Linked DNA regions of Oryctolagus cuniculus: region 1 is linked to region 2. Evidence: chromatin contacts called from public Hi-C data. All regions are on one chromosome and are shown on one strand. Each heading gives the region's core, a stretch centred on a gene start, on an enhancer-like site or on the middle of the called end of the contact. The rest is flanking DNA. Distances are from core to core; before and after follow the strand shown.

Region 1 (6,535 bases), core at 3,203-5,702, 200 kb before region 2:
ATCTATTTTCAATTAACTTTATACACCAAAGATTAAGTTTATAGTAAGTAAAGAGTTCAACAATTTGTATGAAAAAAGGAAAAGAAAAAAGAAAAAAAAAACTTTCTCATCAGCTGAGACAAGGGCTGTTCAAAATCATTGCATCTCGAAGTTAATTTCACCTTTAAAAAAAAAAAAAAACACAATTAACTTTAAGGAAGCACCCAAGAACGATAGATCTTTTGTGAGCACTTAGACATAACTGTAGTTTATGAGATGTAAGAACATCCTCCATTTAATACATTAAAAAAGAAAGTAAGTATTTGGGAATATGTTTTATCATTAATTAAAGAAGCACCTAAGAAAACAAGCAATGGGGTTGGACACTTTGGCATAACTAAAACTTAGAGACATAAGAATGTCCTCCACTGAATACACTAAAATGGAATCAATCTTTGAAAACAAGTTTTACTGCTAACTCTCCTAATAACTCTCCGCTTTGAGGGCAGAGGTCCTGCATGGAAGTTAAGGCACAGTGACTCCTGTTGTTAATTTAACAATTAATACTATTATGTTTGATGTCAGTGATCACCTGAGGCTCCTGACATGCGCTGACTAGGCTATGGGAAGCCTTCTGAGCCCACAAGCTATCAGGTAATTTTTGAAACAGAGCTAAAATCAGAAGGATTGACTGAGAGCATTCAGGAAGGTGTGGCTAGATTCTCCCTCTTCACAGCTGGGTAGTCACCTTTGCTGTACACCAAAGAAGACTGAAACTGACTATCTGGAAAGAGAAGCGGACAGTTTCTAGAATAGGGGATGTCAAACATAGTTGAAAACAGAGGTCCCTTGCTAAAAACAAGGGTACAAGTTACAAATAAATGTTCGGGTAGGATCTGCCCTCACTTGCAATCTCACTAGGCACCTGGAGTAACTTCCAAGAGAAAGATCAAAGAACACTGAACATCTTGTGTTGAAACCCATATGAGCCGGCGCTGCAGCTCACTAGGCTAATCCTCCGCCTTGCGGCGCCGGCACACCGGGTTCTAGTCCCGATCGGGGCGCCGGATTCTGTCCCGGTTGCCCCTCTTCCAGGCTAGCTCTCTGCTGTGGCCAGGGAGTGCAGTGGAGGATGGCCCAAGTCCTTGGGCCCTGCACCCCATGGGAGACCAGGAGAAGTACCTGGCTCCTGCCATCGGATCAGCACGGTGCACCGGCCGCAGCGCGCCGGCTGTGGCGGTCATTGGAGGGTGAACCAACAGCAAAGGAAGACCTTTCCCTCTGTCTCTCTCTCTCATTGTCCACTCTGCTTGTCAAAAAAAAAAAAAAAAAAAAAAGGAAACCCATATGCAGAGAGCTTCCAAACAGCTTTACTAGTGCCTATTTCAAAATACAAATTACAACTAAAACAAAAAGAAATCCAGACATTAGCTTTGTAATGCATACAAAAGCTAGAGATTAAAAGAACACAAAACCATTGAAAAATGGAAGAAATATATCCCCAAGGAGTTAGGTTTTCAACAGCAACAAGATGATACCAAAGGAAAGACAAAGAATACTAAAAAGAACCATCTCAGAAATTCATGGTAAATATGAAAAATTCAATAGGAAACAAAGCTGAAAAAAATCTCTTAGAAAGTAGAACAGGGGCTGGAGCAGGGCATTGGGATCATATTAGCATGCAGAAGACACTGTCCAGTTCCTGGGAGAACACACTTGAAGGGGCACAAATGCAAAGACTTCACATGAAGGGTTTTCCCAGGCAGATGCTGATACATTCTTGGACCAGAACAGCAGCAGAGGAGTTATAGAGCTCTCTGCAGATGCTCCTGGGAAAGGAGTGAAAGATGGCCCAAGTCCTTGGGCCTCTGGACCCATGTGGGGACCAAGAAGAATTTCCTGGCTCCTGGATAAGGCCTGGCCCAACACCCTGGCCATTGCAGCCATTTGAGGAATGAACTGGCAGATGAACGACATCTCTCCCTCCGTCTCTCTCTCTCTCTCTCTCTCCCCCCACTCCTCCCACAGCTCTGCCTTTCAAGTAAATAAAATAAATCTTTTTAAAAAGTAAAAAAAAAAAAAAGAAAGAAAAAAAAAGAAAACAAAACAAAACTATGGACTGGGACAGGTGTTAAGCCTCTGCTTAACTCTGAGACTTTCTAAGACTGATTTGGGTACTCCGTCACCATGTCTAACAAAGATAATAAAAAGCAACTATTGTAAAGTACACTTTCGGGTTTTTAAATTGGAGACTGCCTAGAGCAGGTAACAGATTGATAGAAGGCTAAAACAACATAATTTCTTGATTTATATAAAAAATTCTTAAGTACTATGTACAATTTAGTCAGTTTTTGTAGTCACTGAGGATCAGAAATACCCACTAACTTAACCAAAATCTCACAGACAAAATGTTGACCAAACTACACAGACAAAAATAAACTTGGCTCACTGAGGTGAAAGGAAATCTAATTTAAGGACCACGACCCTTGGGACTAACACTGTGTTTCAAAATTAGCAACAAATCATAGGTCCACATAGGAGAAACCACGTTTGTCTCCCTAAATAAATTCCTAATACTCATCTTGTAGACAGAAAAGTTCAAACTATTTTCAGATCACAGAGCATTCAATGGGAGTAAATTCTAAATTGATGGCACTTTGGTGTACATCTGGGGGGCACCCATGGCCATCTTCCCACCATGTACAGATCCTCCTGTTGCCTGGTCTCCTATAAGTAAAAAGCAATCATGAATTTTTTTTTTTATTTCTCCCAAACTTCTGTGGTCCACCTTTACCAACCTTCTTTATCTTTTTTTTAAAGATTAATTGATTTATTTGAAAGAGTTATACAGAGAGAAAAGGAGAGGCGGGGGGCCTTCCATCCACTGGGGGAGAGAGGGAGAGAGAGAGAGAGAAGAGAGAGAGAGAGAAGACAGAGAAAGAGAGAAGAAAGAGAAGAGAGAGAAGGGAGAGAGGAGAGAGAGGGGAGAGGAGAGAGAGGTGAGAGGTGAGAGAGAGAGAGGGAGGGAGGGAGAGGGAAGGAGGGAGGGAGGGAGGGGTCTTCCATCCACTAGTTCACTCCCCAATTGGCCGCAACGGGTGGAGCTGTGCCGATTCGAAGCCAGGAATCAGCAGCTTCTTCTGGGTCTCCCACATGGGTGCAGGGGCCCACGGGCTTGGGCCATCTTCTACTGCTTTCCCAGGCCATAGCAGAGAGCTGGATCAGAAGTAGAGCAGCTGGGACTCGAACTGGCGCCCATATGGGATGCCGGCACTGCAGGTGGCGGCTTAAGCCGCTATGCCACAGCACCAGCCCCTGCCTTCTTTATCAACTGACTGACAACTGCTAGCAGCAAAGCTTAACTTCCCAGAAGGGACATTCCTGATCCATGAAACAGGTCTGCATGGAACACAGGCTGTGAAGGGACTACATCAGGTTTGGAATAAGGTACATCACCACCAGGGGGCAGTATAAAGTCAATGAAATAACATCCCAGCACTCATTTCCAGTTAAAACCAATGCTGGAGTTAACTTCCAGCAAACGTCCTGGGCCAAATGACACCATTAAATAATGGAATTGCAAGAACTAGAACCCTGTTTTCTTAGTTATCAATTGATGCTATCTCCACCATACCCGTAAGATCTTATCGCACATCCAGTGGCTATAATTAGCAACATGGCCATTTCGAGTTTTTCTTGCAAACTTAATGCCCTTCTGAGCTATCCTGCCCTCCCACAAGACTGCTGAGGGTGTTAACAAAATAAACATTAAAGAGCACACAATTTAGCAGAAGGACTTATCCTATCACTATAAATATTTACTGCTGTTTTTATACAAAATTTTAACAAGCTTTATTCTCTGGTGTCTCTGACTATAACTTAATGCAACAAATTTAAAACCATGCAACTAATCAAAGATGACTGACAGATTGTAAAGAATTTATAAGAAAATGATCAGGAGAGGCAGCAAGATGGTGGAACAGGGAGGGAGTTTACTGCTCTGGTCTGGGGAAAGATAGTTAAAAAAAAAAAAAAACGTGGAGAAAGTGCAATTTCAGGAAAGAGTTAAGGAGAAAACAGCAGAGGAAACTCCATGCAAATCAAGGGACACTGTAGATCCACGTGGAGGGTGTGGACGTACACAACTCAGAACCAAGCAGCTGAGAGCCCCAGCACCAGCTCCGGATAGTGAGGTGAGACCAGATGGCAGATGGCAGCAGCCCAAGCCACTGCAGATAAAGCTGAGGGAAGAGCCTGGTGTAAGTCTGGCGTGCAGCCCTGTGGGGGACAGTGTACCTGCCAACCTAGAGGGAAAAAAACGGGGGCACGTTTCGCTCTCCCTGACCACCTGGCACTGATGTCCTCTAACTAGCACAAGCTTCTCTCCCTGTGCCCAACAACCAGCCAAGAGGAGACAGGGGCCTGGGAGCTCGTGACTGTGGCAGCCTTGTGTGCTGGGACTGTGAAAACACTGAGGCTGTGTGTGAAGGAGGAGGGTGAGGCTGGGACTTCGGGCAGTCACTGTGGATGGCTCAACACATTCAGGGCTCCCTGATTCCCTGGGGAGGATCACTGCTGCAGGATCTGTGCTCACGCCAAGGACTGCACGGATCATTTGTGTGGTTTTAGTGGCAGAAGAGGTGAATATCGTACCCAGCGGGGCTAGCGCCCAAGCATTGGTCTCCTTGGAGGTGAGCATGAGATTAGACCAACAGAGCTGAACAAATCTCCCCTTTTAGAAGGAAAAAAAAAGAGAGATTTACTCCTAATTTGGGAGTCACCTTGGACACTCCCCTCACCCTGGAGCACTGAACAGAGCTCCCTGGCCATACCCAGCACACACCTCACTCAGGGTATTCACTGAAAGAGCAGACACTCCACTAATCCACAGAAGCATAGTCCAAAGATAAAAGTCATCACAAGGAAAAAAAAAAAAAAAACAATAAGTATTTCCATAAATGCCTAAAAATAAATGCAGCAATTCAAGAAACAAGAATAGGGAAGACAACATGATGCCCACAAAGGACTACAACACTTCAATAATAGAATGTGAAAATGAAGAGACTGATGAAATGCAAGAAATGGAATTCAAAATTGATTGTAGGATTACTTAGAAGTAATCAGAAGCAAATCCACAAACTAAAGAAATCTATACATGATATGAAAGAAATTTTTTTCTTGTGAAATTGAGATTAAATAACAAAATACTGGAAATGTAAAATTCAATTAAAAAAAATGCAGTGGAAAGCCTTAACAACAGAATCAGTGAGGAAGAAGAAAGAATATCCAAGTTAGGAGAGAAACCTCTGGAAATTTTACAGTCACAACAAAAAAAGAAGAGGAAATTAGAAAACAAAAAAAACAGTGTTGGAGATCAATGGATACTATCAAACTACCCAACATACAGGTAATCTTAAGAGCTCCTGTAGGCATGAAAGAGAGAATGGATTAGAAAGCCTTTTGGGTGAAATCATTACAGAAAACTTCCCCAATTTGGAGAAAGGAAGGGACGTCCAAGTACAGGAAGCATATAGGATCACTAATAGACAAGACCAGAAAAGATCTTACCAAAACACATTGTAATTAACCTCACAGTAAAACATAAAGATAAGATTCTAAAGTATGCATGAGAGAAAGAACAGATTGCTTTCAGAGGATCTCCAATTAGACTCACAGCTGACTTCTCATCAGAAACCCTACAGGCTAGGAAAGAATGGCGAGATATATTCTAAGCCTTAAGAAAAAAAACTGTTAACCCAGAATATTGTACCCTGCAAAGCTCTCATTTATGAATGAGGGTGAAATAAAGACCATATGGAATGCTGGCACTGCAGGCAGTGGCTTTACCCACTATACCACAGCGCTGGCCCCTCCTCTTTTTCTGTAACTCTTTCAAATAAATAAATAAATAAATCTTAAAATAAAAAAAGAAGATTTCGACAAGCACAGCCAAGAATTCTATACTTTTAAAAAGCTTTGAACATTAGAGAGAGCTTTAAAAAGCTCATTGATATGTGGAATTAAGAAATGAACTTATTTTGGTGTGACAATTTTTTGAAACTCATGTACACTATTTGAATAATATGTTTTTTCCATAAACTTTTTTAAGATCATTCTGAAGCATGGATTTCAAAAAATTTTACAGCAAAATAAACTCATGTTCTAACTCCATTTTCCACAATACTTTCAAAGTACCCTCAAACAAGTTCACTCTGTTATGTTGTGCTGAAATATTTAAGGTTCAAAATGAGTTATATTTAAAAGTATTCACTCAAATCACACCATTTACAATAGATCTCTAATGGCAACATAGAATTGATATCAAGTGTATAAACCATAGATCTAAAAAAATGAAAATGTACAAACACTGCACACAGAATAAACCATTTTATTCTGCCCTTAATTGCAATATGAAGAGCTTTTAAAAATCTGATACGAAAAAGGTCTTTCAACAAAGATTACAAATAGGCCACACACACACAGAGACACACCCCACTAATAACTGGGGAGAGTACAATCTCATCAGTTTAAAAAACAAAAATTAAACAAGAGCATG
Region 2 (7,307 bases), core at 485-2,984:
ACTGAGACAGAGAAGGTGGGCTACTTGTAATGCAGTTAAGTGGTAGAGCCACAGGCACACCCAGACTCTAGATCCAGGCCCCTGCTAGTAACCACTCCTCTTTCCTGCCCCTATACTCCTTCAACTGGACTCTGCAGTTTCTGAATATAAATGACAATTATGTGCTAATGATTCAATCAACTCCCAGAAACCTATTATTATTACTATTTATCTAATGGGGTTTATTTTTTTAAAAGAGATTTATTTATTTGAAAGTCAGAGTTACACAGAGAGAAAAGGAGAGGCAGAGAGAAAACAAGGTCTTATATTTGCTTGTTCACTGCTTAATTGGCTGCAAACACTGGAGCTGCGCCAATCCGAAGCCAGGAGCCAGGAGCTTCCTCCGGGTCTCTCACACGGGCGCAGGGGTCCAAGGACTTGGTCCATCTTCCACTGCTTTCCCAGGCCATAGCAGAGAGCTGGATTGGAAGTGGAGAAGCAGGGTACCAAACCGTTGCCCATATGGGATGCCGGTGCTTCAGGCCAGGGCTTTAACCTGCTGTACCACAGCACTGGCCCCTATCTACTGGTTTTTTAAACTCTAAGTATTTTTTTCACTTATAGGCACCATCTGAGTTTATACCATCATATTCTGAATCTAATTCCTAGACTAGAATTCTCTAGGCCCGCCATAAAAAAGGAACAAGTTACGACTGGTTGCTTACAATTTCCTGCCTGAAATAGCCCAGATAAGCAACTCGGAATGAGCCAAATACCACAATGCAAAATAGCATCTGGCATTTTTTCCTGATTAATGGAAGAGCTGGATGCCATTCGTGTTCAACAATAGGAAATTTCAAGGCCTTGGAAAGCTTTCTTGTAAGTACATATTGACCTGGAAGCTACTGAGGACCAGCCCATATAAGTTCATTCAGACAACCCCAGGGTGAAAAAAGAGAAATATTCACTTAAAACAGACCATAATGCCTCAGGACCATGGTAAACATGCAGCAGGGTACACATCACATATCGAAGACCCGTCACTGTAACTAAGTGGGATGGACAAGAAAGCCCCCAAATGTTGCTTTACTTGGCACAGTACTTTACTTCAACCTTCTTTTCTTTAACATTAGTTCCAACCACCAACCATTAAACAACACAGCCCACCTGCATCTAGCTGCCAGAAGTGCACCTGTGACTATCATTCCAAGTCATTTGGCTCACTCATATCCTGTATTTCTACACACAGCAAATACCCAGGCTGCTTTTGTTAGGTAGGAAGTCAGATATGAGCTTATGTGTGTGTGACAAAGGCCTAAAGAATTGACATCTAGGTCCAACATATGCATCTCAAAGTCATACCAATAACTTTCCAGGGGCAGCCCAGTATATGCATTTCAAATATTCTGCTCCAGATCCTGATCCTCCAGGGGGTCCTGACCATCCTTCCTCTAACCGGGGCAGCACCAGCCAGGCTTCCTCCTGTCTGATAACTTCACGGGGAAAACTCAGATAGGAATTTTTCTATTTAAATCCAAGAAGTCCTTTGTTCCAAGAGGAGCAGAGGTGGGGAGGCAAGACCCATCCTCTTAAAAACCCCCAGCCTCAACCAGACTGTGTGCTCAGCCCTCTGCCTCTATGCTGAGCCACCCACCTGGCCTGGCCAGGTGTACTCTCTCCACTCAACCATGTAACCCAGCTCTCCCCCAGTCTGAGCGACTGGGCACTCTCTCTTTCAGGTCCTGTCTGGAGAGGTGCCCATCCGTTCTTACGGATGTCCCTGCCCTGATAAACCTTGCTATTTTACTTTCTACTACTCTGTCTCACACCTTAATTCTTTCTTGCGCGAAGACAAGGACCCTGCCTTTCACCGGTAACACTTTGGGAGTGAAGAAAAGGAAAGGATTAAATACGGTTATTTCTCTGAACAGTGATGATCATCAGATATAGGTATATTCTAGAATTAAACCCATTTTGCTAATACAGAAACTGATCCTTAAAATAGTTAAATAACTTCCGAGGCCACACAGGTCTGAGTGTCACTGCTCCCCTGTACTCACTATTACTAGAAACATTTTAGCAGCTTTTCTCAAAGGACTAAGCCTGCCCAGAGGCATAGGAAATACATCTGACAACACAGAGGAATGAATGGTCTCACCTGAGGAGCTCCAGGTGGAGACCCACAGCGTGGAGAAGGTGTTCACCAGGCACGCAGGCATATGTACACAGTCCCAACACTGAGAAGTTTTTACAGGCAAAAGCCATCCCTTCCTAAGTAAAGCTATATGAACTGCAATTCAACTATGTCAACAGGAGGAAACATCCAACACCTCTTCCTTAAACACCGGAAAGCTTATGCAGACAGAAGAAAGGAAATAAAGCAGATATAAATAGTTCAGTGAGCATGTCAGTTCTCAGTAGGAACTTTCACCATTTTTCCTTCAATTTGTTACAGACACATACATAGTCTCATGTATAAATAAGTACCCATTAAATAGATGTATAATGTTTCTCCTTGCTGACCTAGCAATATAACTGCCAGGTGTTAATGCCAGGCACTGAGCAAAGCGAGGAGAGCATTACCAATGACAGGGACAAGTCAAACGTATAGAGTGAGAAGGGCTTTGTCCACACATTCCTGGCAGCTTACCCTTCCAGTAAAACAATCCTGCAATTATAAAAGCACCAGGCCCTTTGACCTCGTAATCCCGAACATGCCACGATTGTTTTAATGAATTCCCTTCTACTTCCCACAATCTGCTTTGATCTAGTTGTGATCACGGTTTCCATATCCTGCTCGCCAGTTTTCCTAACAGCCATTTAAAAAAGCTGCATTACTCAGCAAGGGACCACAGTCATTGGGAGAGAAGATTCCGGCTGCATCTGTTAACCTTTTTATGTTGTATCACACCTTGTTAAGTCAAGAATAGTATCTAAGTTCTGTGGCTAAGCACAGCTCCAAAATGCTAGTGCTTTTATGAGGTGGACAGAAATATTTAAGCCCACAGTTGACTGGTACAGTTGATAGAAACAAAATTAGACTAGGTGGGAGCTAAAAGGCCTGGTTTTTGAACCTTGAACTATTTAACATGACCTTCAGCAAACCATAATTGCTCTGTTTTTCTCACAGGTTTTATGGCATGTCTGCAGTGTTTGTGGCACTAGTTCAAGCATTTTGCAAATATCAACACGCTGCAATCCCATAACAACCCTAGGAAGTATCTCCACTCTCATTTGACAACTGAGGAAACTGGGGCACAAAGTAATACACCAGCTAGTATCAACCAGCAGAGTGTGAATGGAACACAGACCATCTGGGTCCAGAGCCCAATCCCCTAACCACTGCCACTGCTAGATTAGAGGATTTCTGGGTTTTCTTCCAGCTGAGACCTTCTATGATTCTGAAATTCTAAGAATGTGCTGTGCTTACTCGATCACATTTATGCCAATTTCTTGAATTTGCTCAATGCCCTTCATGATACATTCTTGATCTTTAAACACTGACAGATTTAAAGCAGCTACCAAAGACACTGACTTCAGACACTTGCTTTAATGAAAGGTCAAGCAGAAACAAACTAGAAAGCCATGTGGTGCTTCAATTCTGGTTTATTCAGAATTAAACTAACTCAACTGAAAGGTGGAAGGATGCGAGACACAGAAGCATTTTGCTTTTACAATTACCAAGACTGCAAACACCAGTTTCAAGGCTCTCTAACATTTCAGGTGGGCCTCTCGCCCCCAAAAGGATGGAGGTTGCAATGACATCTCTAAGCCACCAGAGAGCGTATCTTCATACAGGTTCAGAACATTTACAAACAAGCCAAGTTAAAACTTTAGTTTTCCAAGATGGTGTTAAAAACCCACCCACCCTGGGTCTTTAACACCTGGCACTGTGGTATGGTGGGCTGGGTCTAGCCTTCATTCTGCGGTGCCAGCATCCCTTGTGAGTGGCTAGGTAGTGCTCCTCTTCCAATCCAGCTTTCTGCTTCTGGCCTGAGAAAGCAGTGGAGGATGGCCCCTGCACCCACATAGGGGACCTGGAGGAGTCTCCTGGCTTCCCGCTTTGATCAACTCAGCTCCAGCGTTGCAGTCACTTGGAGAGTGAACCAGTGGATAGAAGACCCCTCTCTGTCTATAACTCTCTTGAATAGATAAAATATTAAAAAAAAAAAAAAACTCACCCTGGTTTATGTACCTTTTTATTCAAATCAATTAAGGCTGAAGTGTACCCTTTCATGTCCTCTATGAAATTGCAGTCTCACCCCTTGCCCAAATGAGTGAATGAAATCACCACTTTCAAGATCAGATTCTAGGACTCCGCTATGGACAAAACCCGAGTTATCTCATTAAAATGCAGATTCCTGTCCTCTACACCTATATAGATCATGGTTTTGTGAGTGTGGTCTGGGGCTCAGGAATCTACATTTTTTTAGGATTTATTTTTATTTATTTGAAAGTCAAAGTTGGCGGTGGCAGGGGGTGAGGGTGTCTTCCATCCACTGGTTCACTCCCTAAATGACCACAATGGCTGGAGCTGGGATGATCAGAAGCCAGGAGCCAGGAAGCTTCTTCTGGGTCTCCTTCATGTATGCAAGGGCCCAAGGACTTGGGCCATCTTCTGCTGCTTTCCCAGGCTCATTAATAGGGAGCTGGATCAAAAGTGGAACAGCTGGGACTCGAATTGACACCCATATGGGATGCCAGTGCTGCAGGCAAAGGTTAACATGCCACACCATAGCGCCAGCCACCAGTAATCTACATTGGTAACAAACCTGTTGAGGATGTACATTTAAACACACACATACACACAAACACACATATACACATACATACACATACACCACCAAAATCTTTCCCAGTGCCTCCCTGACTGGCACAGATGTTTTGTGGACCACAATTTGCAACACTGTGATAGATACTACAAGAACTAAGTTATATTTCCCTTAAATCCCAGCCCAGGGACTGGCATTATGGCATAGCAGGTAAAGTTACTGCCTGTAATGTTGGCCTCCCATAAAGGCATCAGTTCCTGTCCCAGCTGGTCCACTTCTGATCTAGCTCCATGTTAATGGCCTGGGAAAAGCAGCGGAAGATGGCCCAAGTGTCTGGGCCCCTGCCAGCCACATGAGAGACCCAGATGAAGCTCCTAGCTTCAGCTTGGCCCAGCCAGTATGAAAGATCTCTATCTCTCCTTCACTCTCCATAACACTTTCAAAACAAAAAAAAAAAAATTTTTTTTAAAATCCCAGCCTAAGGGCCGGTGCTGTGGCGCAGCGGGTTAACACCCTGGCCTGAAGCACCAGCATCCCATATGGGTGCCAGTTCGAGTCCCGGCTGTTCCTCTTCCAATCCAACTCTCTGCTATGGCCTAGGATAGCAGAAGATGGCCCAAGTCCTTGGGCACTTGCACCCATGTGGGAGACCCGGAAGAAGCTCCTGGCTCCTGGCTTCAGATCGGCGCAGCTCAGACTGTTGCGGACATCTGGGGAGTGAACCAGTGGATGGAAGACCTCTCTCTCCCTCTCCCTCTCTCTTCTCTCTGTGTAACTCTGACTTGCGAATAAATAAATAAATCTTTAAAAAAATAAATAAAAATAAAAAAATAAAAATCCCAGCCTAAATACTGTCTCCACAACCTTTAGGAAAGGGAAGGTATTCTGTGTCCCTCTTTCCCTGTGCACCTGCTGGTGATTTCAAGAGACCTCCTTGTCCTCAACTGGCAACAGGATTAGCCCTTGCTAGTGAGCTCAAGCTCTTCTTCTAAAAAGGAAACCCTCAAAGCTCCTAGTAGCTTCAGCAACTCATTCTCAGCGTCAATTACCCACCCTGAAAGAATGAAAGCAGTGGTTTCACTCTTGAACTAGTAAGTAGCTCACCAAGTGCTGGCTTCCTGTTAAGCATTCCAGGCCTTCTCAAACACATGGCAGCACAAGGTGGGTCATCAGGGCTCATGGCAGTCCCTGATTATCACCACTTCAGAACCCATCATTCTCTAAGCAGATGGGAGGAGGACACAGCACACTCCCAGACCGTGCCTACAGGAAGCACTCTGCACACACAGGGCAAGCTGTCTTGTGGCTACTGACATAAAACAATGCTGACAGGTTGCTGCTTCTATTAAGGGAAGGTATTACACCACAGTTAAAACAAACTCCTCCAAACACTATGATACTGAAAGCCATGGTAAACCCTCTGACGTAAGAAACCCTTTTTATGGAATCCATTTCCTGTGCGATCAGTCCCATAGTGACAGGGGTTTCAGTTACAGGAATCCAGACCCAGGGTTTCTGATTACACTCATGCATGCTTCGGAATGAAAGTAACAGACAATCCATCTCCAAGTGCCAGAGGCAGCTTGGATGCCAGCTCTCAGGGCTCCCAGACCAGCCTTTACGTCAGATCCTGCTTGGTAAAGGACTCCAGGAGACCCAGTGGCTCACCCTGAAAGAAAAGCAGGCACCAACCAGGGCTAAAAGACATCAGACATAAGGCCAGACAAAATAATACATCGTCCAACCTGATGTTAAAGTGTTGAATGCAACACCCTTACTTCCCACACTCCTGGACCAGTCACATTAGCGTGAACTTTCACCACTACAACAACTTGGGAAACTACATGAGAGAGTCCACTGGCTTTCCTGAGGTCATGGATAGGATACTGTTAGACAGTCAGCCAGGGAGAAGGGATCTAGCACAGTGAGAGACAGAAAGCACATGCTGCAGGGAAGTGACTGGTCAGAGCAAGCAGTAGTTACTTTGGAGAGAAGGGAAAGGGTCATGATGTTGATGGGTGTGCTCCTAGACCTGCAAGTCCTTCTTGGGGCAAGCAGTGCAGTAGTCAAGATGTCACTTGCCATGCTTGCTTTCCATATTGGAGTACCTGGGTTCTAGGACTGGTTCCGCTTCTGACTCCAGTTTCCTGCTAACGTGCACCAGCAGCAGGAAATGGCTCAAGCACTTGGGTCCCTACCACCCATGTGGGAGACCTGGATTCAGTTCCAGGCTCCTGGCTTCAGCCTGGCCCAGTCCTGGCTACCACAGACATTTTGGAAGTGAACAAGCAAATGAAGACTGACCTCCCCATCTCTTTCAAAAAAAATATTTTTAATAAAGAAACAAACATTTGTTTCCTGTTCTCAGTGTGACTTGTGTTCCCTTTTGTGGTCATGAATTTTTGTTTTATGTACTTTTAATGAAAGTACACAACATTTTAAAAAAGCATCTGCAGGGGGCTGGCACTGTGGTGCAGCAGGGTAAAGCCCTGGCCTGAAGCGCCAGCATCCCTTATGGGCGCCAGTTCTAGTCCCAGCTGCTCCTCTTCTGATTCA

Evidence for each region. A called contact is a pair of places that touch in the nucleus more often than the background predicts.
Region 1: a Hi-C map of skin fibroblasts shows a contact between it and region 2, with 1.6 times the contacts expected there. The contact joins two enhancer-like sites. A contact is called at or near these places in 4 of 6 Hi-C or Micro-C datasets (liver, psoas muscle, skin fibroblasts and 1 more).

Annotation. Positions count from the first base shown.
Region 1 is chr15:43,549,413-43,555,947 of mOryCun1.1, reverse strand. All of the region lies in intron 6 of SGMS1 (sphingomyelin synthase 1), which reads right to left. Among named protein-coding and RNA genes, the nearest start is that of ASAH2, 73 kb to the left of the region's middle. Within about 2 kb of position 4,452, at least 2 of the 8 cell types and tissues checked have an H3K27ac peak or open chromatin away from gene starts, as enhancers often do.
Region 2 is chr15:43,344,273-43,351,579 of mOryCun1.1, reverse strand. All of the region lies in intron 2 of SGMS1 (sphingomyelin synthase 1), which reads right to left. Among named protein-coding and RNA genes, the nearest start is that of SGMS1, 74 kb to the right of the region's middle. Within about 2 kb of position 1,734, at least 1 of the 8 cell types and tissues checked has an H3K27ac peak or open chromatin away from gene starts, as enhancers often do.